4 separate regions of the Sus scrofa genome follow, and regions 1, 2 and 4 are each linked to region 3. A link is a contact called in public HiChIP or PLAC-seq and promoter capture Hi-C data. All regions are on one chromosome and are shown on one strand. The core of a region is the stretch at or near the end of the contact, and the rest is flanking DNA. Distances in the headings are between cores, read along the strand shown. Region 1 holds the start of HIST1H2BD (histone cluster 1, H2bd). Region 2 holds the start of LOC574051 (histone H1.2-like protein). Region 3 holds the start of LOC110261670 (histone H2B type 1-J). Region 4 holds the start of LOC110261671 (histone H2B type 1-H-like).

What was found. Promoter capture Hi-C pulls out the DNA fragments that hold promoters and counts their contacts. HiChIP or PLAC-seq counts read pairs in DNA pulled down with a chosen protein or histone mark.
Region 1: a contact with region 3 is called in an H3K27ac HiChIP or PLAC-seq map of alveolar macrophages. The contact joins the promoter of HIST1H2BD here to the promoter of LOC110261670 in region 3. A contact is called at or near these places in 1 of 5 promoter capture datasets (fetal liver), 8 of 47 Hi-C or Micro-C datasets (blood, fetal liver, heart right ventricle and 5 more) and 2 of 2 datasets of contacts at active chromatin or transcription factors (alveolar macrophages and skeletal muscle).
Region 2: a contact with region 3 is called in a promoter capture Hi-C map of liver, with 5 times the contacts expected there. The contact joins the promoter of LOC574051 here to the promoter of LOC110261670 in region 3. A contact is called at or near these places in 3 of 5 promoter capture datasets (fetal liver and liver), 7 of 47 Hi-C or Micro-C datasets (alveolar macrophages, embryonic fibroblasts, epiblast stem cells and 4 more) and 2 of 2 datasets of contacts at active chromatin or transcription factors (alveolar macrophages and skeletal muscle).
Region 4: a promoter capture Hi-C map of fetal liver shows a contact between it and region 3, with 16 times the contacts expected there. The contact joins the promoter of LOC110261671 here to the promoter of LOC110261670 in region 3. A contact is called at or near these places in 3 of 5 promoter capture datasets (fetal liver, fetal skeletal muscle and liver), 2 of 47 Hi-C or Micro-C datasets (epiblast stem cells and skeletal muscle) and 2 of 2 datasets of contacts at active chromatin or transcription factors (alveolar macrophages and skeletal muscle).

Annotation. Positions count from the first base shown.
Region 1 is chr7:20,819,689-20,822,548 of Sscrofa11.1, forward strand. HIST1H2BD (histone cluster 1, H2bd) reads left to right here and starts at 1,402. Exons shown (of 2, transcript NM_001243656.1): 1 at 1,402-1,837. The coding sequence starts at 1,448. The coding sequence ends at 1,828.
Region 2 is chr7:20,742,951-20,745,852 of Sscrofa11.1, forward strand. It overlaps LOC574051 (histone H1.2-like protein), which reads right to left and starts at 1,406. Exons shown (of 2, transcript NM_001025216.1): 1 at 993-1,406; 2 at 766-990. The coding sequence starts at 1,406. The coding sequence ends at 766.
Region 3 is chr7:21,219,304-21,222,003 of Sscrofa11.1, forward strand. It overlaps LOC110261670 (histone H2B type 1-J), which reads right to left and starts at 1,260. Exons shown (of 1, transcript XM_021099843.1): 1 at 426-1,260. The coding sequence starts at 1,200. The coding sequence ends at 820. LOC110261666 (histone H2A type 1) reads left to right here and starts at 1,500. Exons shown (of 1, transcript XM_021099839.1): 1 at 1,500-2,384. The coding sequence starts at 1,529. The coding sequence ends at 1,921.
Region 4 is chr7:21,581,210-21,583,909 of Sscrofa11.1, forward strand. It overlaps LOC110261671 (histone H2B type 1-H-like), which reads right to left and starts at 1,313. Exons shown (of 2, transcript XM_021099844.1): 1 at 1,076-1,313; 2 at 834-1,073. The coding sequence starts at 1,265. The coding sequence ends at 886. LOC100157763 (histone H2A type 1-H) reads left to right here and starts at 1,526. Exons shown (of 1, transcript XM_001928557.5): 1 at 1,526-2,343. The coding sequence starts at 1,578. The coding sequence ends at 1,964.

The DNA of each region.
Region 1 (2,860 bases), core at 152-2,651, 400 kb before region 3:
GACGCCAGTGAAAAAGAAGGCCCGCAAGTCTGCAGGTGCTGCGAAGCGCAAGGCGTCTGGACCTCCCGTGTCCGAGCTCATCACTAAGGCTGTCGCCGCCTCCAAGGAGCGCAGCGGCGTGTCCTTGGCTGCGCTCAAAAAGGCGCTGGCGGCCGCTGGCTACGATGTGGAGAAGAACAACAGCCGTATCAAGTTGGGTCTGAAGAGTTTGGTGAGCAAGGGCACCCTGGTGCAAACCAAGGGCACTGGCGCCTCCGGCTCTTTCAAGCTCAACAAGAAGGCGGCCACCGGGGAAGCGAAACCCAAAGCCAAGAAAACGGGCGCGGCTAAGCCCAAAAAGCCCGCGGGAGCGGCTAAGAAGCCCAAGAAGGCGACGGGGACGGCCACCCCGAAGAAGAGCGCCAAAAAGACTCCAAAGAAGGCGAAGAAGCCTGCCGCGGCTGCAGGAGCCAAAAAAGCAAAGAGCCCCAAAAAAGCGAGAGCCGCCAAGCCTAAGAAGGCGCCCAAGAGCCCAGCGAAGGCCAAAGCGGTGAAACCTAAGGCGGCTAAACCAAAGACCGCCAAGCCCAAGGCAGCCAAGCCAAAGAAGGCGGCAGCCAAGAAGAAATAGGAAGTCCCTTTGGCCAACGGCTTACAAGCTCTACACAACCCAAAGGCTCTTTTCAGAGCCACCCACAGATCTCCGGAAAAGAGCTGTTGCACACTCTTAAGGGGGCGTGGCTGGGAGGAAAAGGCTGCGAGTTAAAGGGCGGGCCTCCGGGGACGGGAGGTGGGTCTTCATAGCGATTCATTTAAAACCTGTGGGAGGTGTAGCGGGCCGGGTATTTTGTCTGTCCCGAGTTTGGTTGGGTAGAAGGCCCACATCTTGCACACGTTTGGGAGTCAGGACTGATTCCGTTCGTGTTGCCCTAGCGCTATCTTCTAAGTATCCATTGCACAAATGTTAAGGTTAACGAACGTGAACTTGAAGGTGACCCAGCTCACCTTCAAGTTGATGTATGTGGTGGCTGCAAATTATTAGCTGTCCCAGGCGCAGGATAAGGCGTTTGCCCACCAACTTCATCAGCAGGACACTTAGATGGCTGCTAGTTGCGTGCAAACCCAATGCACCGAGTTATTAAAACTAACCCGTTCTAGGCTAAGCAGCCTTCTCTTAGCGGTGAAATACAGAGTGCAACTACTTGAAAAAACTATTTATACTAGCTGTGAGTAGCCTAGTCCAAGCCCTCTGATTGGGTCGAAGCAAAGTAAGTTAACAGCCAATGGAAACGTAGACCTGCAAGTTTCATTTACATTCGTGTTTGTGACGCCACAATAAAATTAATCCAATCGTGAGCGAAACCTTACTAACCTCATTTGAATACCGCATCTATAAATAAATGTGGCCTCACCCTGACTGACTATTTTCCCAGGTGTTAGCCTTGCAGTTCTAACTTTTAACGCTGCTATGCCTGAACCCACCAAATCTGCTCCCGCCCCGAAGAAGGGGTCCAAGAAAGCGGTGACTAAGGCGCAGAAGAAGGATGGCAAGAAGCGCAAGCGCAGCCGCAAGGAGAGCTACTCCGTGTACGTGTACAAGGTGCTGAAGCAGGTCCACCCGGACACTGGCATCTCGTCCAAAGCCATGGGCATCATGAACTCCTTTGTCAACGACATCTTCGAGCGCATCGCGGGTGAGGCCTCGCGGCTGGCGCATTACAACAAGCGCTCGACCATCACGTCCCGGGAGATCCAGACGGCCGTGCGGCTGCTGCTGCCCGGGGAGCTGGCCAAGCACGCCGTGTCCGAGGGCACTAAGGCCGTCACCAAGTACACCAGCTCCAAATAAATTTGCCAAGTAAGCATCTTTACTGTTAACCCCAAAGGCTCTTTTAAGAGCCACGCATGCTCTCAGCAAATGAGTTGTAATTGTTTAATTCCAAAGACTACTTTTTGAGTTCCCCCAAATTTAAAGTTTCGTTGCCATGCTTTAGTGCTCCAATAACAGCTACTTAGGAAATACTTATGAAGAACCTACGCAATAACTATGTGCCATAGGTTGCGGGTTCACTGTGGGCAAGTACCGATGAATTATTTAATGTCACCTAACTAAATGTTAGTTTGCACTCAAAATGCCATTTCAAGGGTACACCTTTCCTTTCCGTGTGTAGGTCTCCAAGTTGATCCTGGCGTTGTTCCAGAACTTGCGGATGACAGATTACCCAGAGCAGGAAACAGCATGCTCTGACAACTTCATTCTGCACTTTTTCTATTCTATTTTTCTTTTTTCTTTTTCAAGCCATGTAGACATATCTGAAAAAAGGCTGAAGACAATGTGAGTTTTCACAGATATATTGCAAAGGCTTTACTGGTTTGCTTGCTTTGTAATTGGTGCAGTTCTGCTTGAGGTTCTGAGCAGCGGCAGGGGAGGTAAAGGAGAAGCCCAAACTATCCTAAAGGATCCGACGGAAGGGAAAAGGAAAGGGAAGCCGTCTTTGAAATCCCTTGAAATCCTCTCAGCTACTCTATCTTCTTTCCCAGAAAGTCCTAATTAATTCTTAGTCCTGGGGGCGGGGCAGCATTCAGCTTTAATATTCTCTGGGTCAAAAGAGAGAAGCCCAAACTCTCAATCGGTTAATGTGTCGGAATCAGGGCTTAAGCCCCCTTTTCAGCACCCTTACCGCTTTACCGAATGTCCCCGAGCATCAAGGGTAGAGAGGAAGTAGAAAGGGAAGGGCAGGCAGCCCCTTCTGGCAGCAGTTGGCTTTTGCTGCACTAAGTCGGATAGCCTTAAGTGTTTTCATTGCTGGGGAAGATAAAACCTCTGAAAGGAAGTGGGGGCGGGGGAGCCTGTGGCAGGAAGGAAAGGAATCGATAATCA
Region 2 (2,902 bases), core at 156-2,655, 480 kb before region 3:
GTAGCAGTTTTTCACTAGTTCCTTTACTGCCACAGTAAACAGGAATTAAAAGAACGCAACGCTGGGAAGGAGGTGGGGCAAGGGCGCCTACACGCACTCTCCTCCCTGGGTTGGACGCTACCAACGCCCTCAGTAGACACCAACTTGACTTTCGGATACATGGAAAACCACTGAAAAACAACACTTGGCTCTATCAAGTAAAAGGGTTTATGCAACAGTAAGAAAACAAACATCCGAGAACATAGAACATGGATAGAGGCCGGCCACCAACCAATGAAACACAGCGTGAAAATCATGGGCTGGAGCAGGGAGCCAACCCAGTAACTGGGCGGGACTTTTGAATGGGTTTTTAGCCCAATCGGAATATCCCTTCGGCCTGAAAACTGGCTGAATGTATTTGTGGTTGTTTTGCTGTTCACAGGAGAGGGGTGGGGCTGGCGGATGTCCCAAGTGCGCCAGGCGCCGGAAAGCCTTTGCAAACTGCTGACCGGGAGGCAGACCCAGGAAGGTGCTGCTACCCCACAGGGAGGGGTCGAGGGTCTGTCTACCCGCCCACTGAACTGCTCCGCCGACCTCTCCGCCCTTCCAAGGTAGTGTCCGCCACAGCTCGCGCCCAAACCCGCCTTAGGATTAAAAATTAGAAGGGGTTAAGTGTAGAGCGACAAGACAAGTAGGACCAAAGTTAAAGTACACAGCTCTTTTTTTGAGATCCGTGGTGGCTCTGAAAAGAGCCTTTTTGGGTTTTAGAAGCAGACGTTCAGCAACCTACTTCTTTTTGGGTGCAGCCTTCTTGGGCTTTGCAACCTTGGGCTTGGCGGCCTTGGGCTTCACTGCCTTAGCCGCGCTCTTGGCAGCCTTCTTAGGTTTGGCAGCCTTAGCTTTCTTTGGGCTCTTGGCCACTTTCTTGGTCACAGCAGCTGCGGCCGGCTTCTTCGCCTTCTTCGGGGTCTTCTTAGCGGCTTTTTTCGGGGTGGCCGAGCCCATGGCCTTTTGGGCTTCTTGGCTGCCCCAGCACTTTTCTTGGGCTTGGCCGCGCCCGACTTCTTGGCCTTGGGCTTGGTCTCACCGGTGGCCGCCTTCTTGTTGAGCTTAAAGGAGCCAGAAGCCCCAGTGCCCTTGGTCTGTACCAAGGTGCCCTTGCTCACCAGGCTCTTGAGACCCAGCTTGATGCGGCTGTTATTCTTCTCCACATCGTAGCCAGCAGCCGCCAGCGCCTTCTTGAGCGCAGCCAGGGACACGCCGCTGCGCTCCTTGGAGGCAGCAACAGCCTTGGTGATGAGCTCGGACACTGGGGGTCCAGACGCCTTACGGCGCGCCCCAGCAGGCTTCTTGGCGGCCTTCTTCTTGACCGGGGTCTTCTCCGCAGGAGGCGCGGCGGCGGGAGCGGCAGGAGCAGTCTCCGACATGATGAAGATCGAGAACTCGGGTACAAGTGGCAAAGCGCCGATGCAGCCGCGCCTGGGTCGGGCCGCCGTATATATAGAGCGCAGGCGCGCGCTGATTGGTGCTCCGGTCGCCCGCCTGGCTGGCAGGCTCTGAGCCGCCGCGGTGCGCCCAAGTTGTGTTTGTTCCACTGCACAAAAAGGGGAAAATATTAAAATACCTCGCACCAAATCACTCGGATTTGCTCGGAAAAGGATCCGAGAAGCCTCAGGCTTCGTGATCTATCTTTATTTTTTCCGCAACCACCAAGACTACGCGTCCAGGCGTCCCCAACTCCCCCAACTCCTAGGGAAATCCTGGGCAGTCGGAGACCACTTTCTGTTTTTCTTCTAAATTACCTGTTCGCTCCTTTGCCCCTGGAAGTTCTTTTTCTCAGGGGTGGTTGGGCACATGCTTCCCTTCTTTGGGGGCCAAACACAAAATGATTTCCACCTAAATTTACACCAGAATTCTGTTTCTTCGCAAGGGAAGTAACACAGGTCCTCTGTGATTTCTGCGTACAGACCCACAGGAACTGTGGACTGGGACAAGGATTCTGGGCCAGTCCAAAGCAGTTAGGGCGGGATGGGAGGGGGTTCGTAGGCCTTGGGGGTCCTGGGTGGTGGGGGGTTAGAGACCTAAATCTTTGATTTGAAGACATTGAAACTATCAAATGCCTCTTTTCATAGATGGGGGCGGGGCACTCTTCACTTCTCCAAAGGCAAGAAATTAGGCTGTTTTTTAAAAGCTCTCAGGTTCCCCTCTGGGTTGTGCCAGGTAGGGGGTCAGGCCCTCAAGAATAGGGATAATAAGAGAAAAAGAGAGACCCCCTCCACACACACACACAAGCCTGCAAATAAACCCCAGTAGACTTGGCAGTCCAGGGAAGTTGAGACGATCTGTTTTCAAATAAGTGTGTATATATTTATTTATTTTTGTATGCTTCAATAAAGAGATGCATTTCAGCGCATGAAAATTCTAGGTTACTTCTAATAACAAACAATGTCTAACACATGTCCTGGTATAGAAGGACATTCTCTAACTGGGAACTCAAAAGTCTAGATGGAATTTAAAGCAACAAGATACATTTTTGACTTTTAGGATGAACCACAGATTTGAAATAGCTGAAAATGGCACATTTTTAAAGAGAAATAGAGGAAAAAGACTAGAACAAAAAAATTATGATACGACTTTTTGCTGATAAGCTCACCTCTTCTCATCGTCTCTAAGTTGGGCCAGGTGTATTCTATTCTCAAGTTCACTTTACTACTACATCTAGATGAAAATATGTAATAAAGATGTCTGTTAGATGTGGTAGTCAAAAGGGGTTATACAAATTAAGTTCAGTGGTGAATGAAAAAGGAGGCATCCTCTTTGAGACTAAGGATAACCCCATGGTTTCCCTGAATAACATTCATTCAACATTTGGAAACTGTCCACTACTGCTCATGTCCTCTGGGAATTAACAGCCTAATAAGAT
Region 3 (2,700 bases), core at 10-2,509:
CCTGCAGCAAAGAAATGGGGGGCGCAGAAAGGCTTTTGTGCACAGTAGCCCCTTAGGGCCGGGATCGGTTTCATTTCGTCTTTTAACGTCTCCCATTATACGGATATAGAGCAAGTGGAAATCAATATTCTAATTAAAAGTAAAAGTGTTTGTACTCCTCAAGCTGAAAATTACATTTCTTTCTCGTCAAAGAGAAATTCGAGAATAGAAAATCTCATTCTGGAGAGAGAAAAAAAAAGAATGAAAAGCAGAATGGTCTACACAAAATCTTTTACTCAAGGAACTTGTGTGCGCTGGTCTGAGAGAGGCGGAAAGGGGATCCTTTCAGCGCACAGAAACCCCTTAGTTTCCGGGATGCCGGCAACCAGACAGGCCGTGGAGAAGGGCGGCGCTGATCGCGGCAAATTTAACTGCCGGCGCCAACCTCTGCACCCGGGTAGGTAGGACTCCAGCTCTGTCCGACAAGTTACGGGAAATTTTTGATTTTACTTCCACTACTTAGCTGTAAAATCTATCAGAACTGATAGCTGAGCCCTTTTAAATATACTTAAGTTCCTAAATAACCGTGAAAAGCTCAGGATGAGGTTACACAAGGAGCTCGAGCTTTGCCAAGGTCAGATAACGTTACTCCTGTTAGTGGTCTCTTGTTATTTTGGGAACAGAAAGTTCTTTAAGACTGTTCAAGAAATTGTTCTGCTCGGCGACTAAATACCAAAATTACAAACGCCCAGCGCAAAAGTAAAAAGCACCAGCTCTCTTTCTGAAAGTGTGGGTGGCTCTTAAAAGAGCCGTTAGGATCGTTAGCAACCAACTCACTGTTTACTTGGCACTGGTGTATTTGGTGACAGCCTTGGTACCCTCGGACACGGCGTGCTTGGCCAGCTCCCCGGGCAGCAACAGGCGCACGGCCGTCTGGATCTCCCGGGACGTGATGGTCGAGCGCTTGTTGTAATGCGCCAGCCGCGAGGCCTCGCCAGCGATGCGTTCGAAAATGTCATTAACGAACGAATTCATGATGCCCATAGCCTTGGAGGAAATGCCGGTATCCGGGTGCACTTGCTTCAGCACCTTGTACACGTAGATGGAGTAACTCTCCTTGCGACTGCGCTTGCGCTTCTTGCCGTCTTTCTTCTGCGCCTTGGTCACAGCCTTTTTGGAGCCCTTCTTCGGAGCTGGCGCGGACTTTGCTGGCTCAGGCATAATTCAAAGCAGCTAAAAATGCCTCCAGGAAAAATGAAAACCGCTATGACGAACACACAATGTGTCCTTTTTATATAGAATCTCTTATGCAAATAAGGTGATTAGCTAAAGACTTTGTCTGATTGGTGGCTAATCAAGTAAAATGTCCGGAATTAGTTCTGTCCAATCAGAACGCAAGAGTCCCAAACTCGCGTTTTCATTGGTTAAATTAAGCCAAAATGTTAACCAATGACACGCATTCTTCTTCGCGCCCAATAAGGGTTATAAAAAGTGCCGCGCCTGGACTTTCGCTTTGCTAACTACCACAAGCGAAGCTGCTGTCGCTATAATGTCGGGAAGAGGCAAACAGGGAGGCAAAGCCCGCGCCAAGGCCAAGACTCGCTCCTCGCGGGCCGGGCTCCAGTTCCCGGTGGGTCGAGTGCACCGCCTGCTCCGCAAGGGCAACTATGCCGAGCGGGTCGGCGCCGGCGCGCCGGTGTACTTGGCGGCGGTGCTGGAGTACCTGACGGCCGAGATCCTGGAGCTGGCGGGCAACGCGGCCCGCGACAACAAGAAGACGCGCATCATCCCGCGCCACTTGCAGCTGGCCATCCGCAACGACGAGGAGCTCAACAAGCTGCTGGGCAAGGTCACTATCGCTCAGGGCGGTGTCTTGCCCAACATCCAAGCGGTGCTGCTGCCCAAGAAGACTGAGAGCCACCACAAGGCCAAGGGCAAGTAATGGCCTAGATTTCGGCGACACGCATCAAACCAAACCAAAGGCTCTTTTCAGAGCCACCCACATTTTCTGGAAAAGAACTTAACATCTATCTTGTTTGGGAAGATGAAAAGAGATTTAATGTGAAAATTTCCTTAACTTCTAGTTTGGTCAAGTCGAAGTGTGGTAAAAGGCTTCATATTTGAATTAAAAAGTAAAATGACTTCATAATGACACATTAGGTTCATTGGCTGTGGAAAGACGGGCAGCTGAGTGTTTGGGGCGGGGAGTAGAGACTATTTCTAGGGCGGCTTGTAAACTGTTTACTACAAATGAGCGGCTTTAAACAAATTCTCGACTCGGGAGGCCAAAAGTTCAAAATCTAAGTGCTGCTAGGGTTCCTGCTGGAGTCTTGAGGGAGGAATCATTCTGTACTTGCCAGCTTCTGGTGGTTGCCAACAATTCCTTGGTTTGTGGCAGCATATCTTCAATCTCCCACCTTCCCAGTGTGTCTCTCTGTCCTCTTAGGGATAGCCAGCGGTCGTTAGGTTTGGGCCCACACTATATCCGATTGAAACAGTGGCATACGTGAAACATTTAAGCAAAGACAAGTTTCAGGAAGTTAATTAAGTTTAAGACCAAGAATGTATAAGCAAGATAAAGGACAGAGAAAGCAAGGGTAGAAAGTGAGTTCATAATCAGAGGTCAGGTCATGTAGGACTACAATCATGTAGGATTTTATATGCCATGATATAAGTTTGCAAATCATTCTAAGAGTTTTGAACAGAGGAATGGCATAACGT
Region 4 (2,700 bases), core at 63-2,562, 360 kb after region 3:
AGGAGGCCAGGCCAGGAATGGAATACCACAGCAGTAATCAGATCCAGAGCAGTGACAATGCTTGATCCTTAGCCAGCTGAGCCACCACAGAATTCTATGTATTTTCAACATAGCAAGGCCGAGGCAAGGCAGGGAAGGACTAGGGTAATGGTGATTCTAAGCGTCACGGTAAGGTGCTGTGTGACATCCAGAGCATCACCAAGCCCATTAGGTTCCTTGCCCGCAGCGATGGAGTCAAGAGCACCTGGTTCCCTCTAGATATCCACCAGGCGCTGAGATTTTTTTTAAGACACCGTGATCCTGACGGCGTTAACCTACTTAAATACGCCAAGCCGAAGACTGCCTGGCTATGGACTTTGTTCCCTGAAGCACCAGAGCCAAACCCTCTATGCCCTTAGCGGCGATTCCCCTGTATCTTATATTTCCGTCAACTTGTAAAGGCTCTTTTCACGAATACTTATTTGTCTCTTAAGGAGTTAGAAAGCTCTTCAGATCACATCTTGTAGCTGGATCACTTGTTCTTTAGTTCCTGCATTTTCACAGGGCATTGTGACCTGCTGCAAAATGATGAGGGGAAGGACTGCAGTGTACAAGTTTGTAGTACCTGTACACGTAGACAGCAGAAGTCGAAAATTATAGGCTTCCAGGTGCCACTTACAGAAGGTACTAAAAATCATTTGAATCTAGGGGACTCGAGTTCCTTCCCTGAACACCTGTCAGATAAACCGCAAGTTTGGGGCAAGTGTTATTTTCAATTACCACCCAGAGCCCTACGCACTTCACCCCGCCCCTCCAAGAGACAGACAAAGCACCACAGCTCTTTTTTGAAAAAGGTTAGGTGGCTCTGAAAAGAGCCTTTGGGTTTGACACTGCCTACGAACACATTTACTTGGAGCTGGTGTACTTGGTGACAGCCTTGGTGCCCTCGGACACGGCGTGCTTGGCCAACTCCCCGGGCAGCAGCAGGCGCACGGCCGTCTGGATCTCCCGGGACGTGATGGTCGAGCGCTTGTTGTAATGCGCCAGCCGCGAGGCCTCGCCCGCGATACGCTCAAAGATGTCGTTGACGAAGAGTTCATGATGCCCATGGCCTTGGACGAGATGCCGGTGTCGGGGTGGACCTGCTTCAGCACCTTGTACACGTACACCGAGTAGCTCTCCTTGCGGCTGCGCTTGCGCTTCTTGCCGTCCTTTTTCTGCGCCTTAGTCACGGCTTTCTTGGAGCCTTTTTTGGGGGCAGGAGCGGACTTAGCTGGATCAGGCATGATGAAGTCTGGCGTTCGATGTAAAATGAACAGCCGAAGGCCAGAGAGGCGCCTCTTTAAGGGCTAGGGTTTATGCAAATGAGGTGGAAACAAGCTTTCTGGCGATTGGCTGTTACTCTCCACTGACCTCACAGATCTGTTTTACCCAATCAAGGAACGCATCCTATCTAGTCGTGTTTCCATTGGTCAAAACGAAAGTGAAACGTTAGCCAATCGTACAGCTTCCTTTTCGCGCCCTGCAGTGGCTATAAACTGTGGTTTCGGGACCTCAGACTCAGTCATCTTTGACAACTGCTGTTCAGTCTCCCAGTTATGTCTGGACGAGGAAAGCAAGGGGGTAAAGCTCGCGCCAAGGCCAAAACCCGGTCCTCACGGGCTGGCCTTCAGTTTCCGGTGGGCCGAGTGCACCGCCTGCTTCGTAAAGGCAACTATGCTGAACGGGTCGGCGCAGGTGCTCCGGTGTACCTGGCGGCGGTGCTGGAGTATCTGACCGCAGAAATCCTAGAGCTGGCGGGCAACGCAGCTCGTGACAACAAGAAGACACGCATCATCCCGCGTCACCTACAGCTGGCCATCCGCAACGACGAGGAACTCAACAAGCTGCTGGGCAAAGTTACCATCGCTCAGGGCGGTGTCCTGCCCAACATCCAGGCCGTGCTGTTGCCCAAGAAGACCGAGAGCCACCACAAAGCCAAATAAGTACTCGGCATAAAAACAACAAAACAAAAGGCTCTTTTCAGAGCCACTTCTATCATCATAAAAAGGTGACACTTGCATTTCCAATTAGCTTACCTCTTGTATTTAGCAGCCCTTGTCAACAAAATGACATTTGTGTTAGACTAGTTCAAAGGCCAATGAATCTGCAAGATTCTAGACTGACTCATGATTTAATATTGAGATGTCAAGAGTATTCTAAACTTGGTTGAAACAACGACGGTATTGGATGCTGTTAAGCTCATTCTAAGAATAATGATGAAGACAGTTGTTATTTCAAGAAATGCAGGCACAAAGTAGTGCATTTGTTTTCAATAAATTCTTATGACACGTGTCATTCGTTAAAGATACAATGTTAATAAAACACCACTTATCCCAAAGAAAATCTAACAGGGAGAAACCAAAACAAGGTGCAATGTAGCAAGAGATAAGCACAGGAATATAAAGGGAGCATAGAGGGGTAAATTCTGAGGTAACAGCTTGTTTGAGGATTAAAGGAAATTGGGAAGTAGAGGAAACTGCAGAGATTGCAGCAGAGAATAGGCATCACCAAACTCATGGCTTGTAAGTGCAGGCAAATAACAAAGTTCAATATTGGCAAATAAGGCAGAGAGAGCTGTAGGACACTTCATTGCTAATGCTAGTGTGTGGTGTGTGTGTGTGTGTGGCTAATGACTTCCAAATCTTTATGTCCCCATCTCAGATTTATCTCAAATTCAGA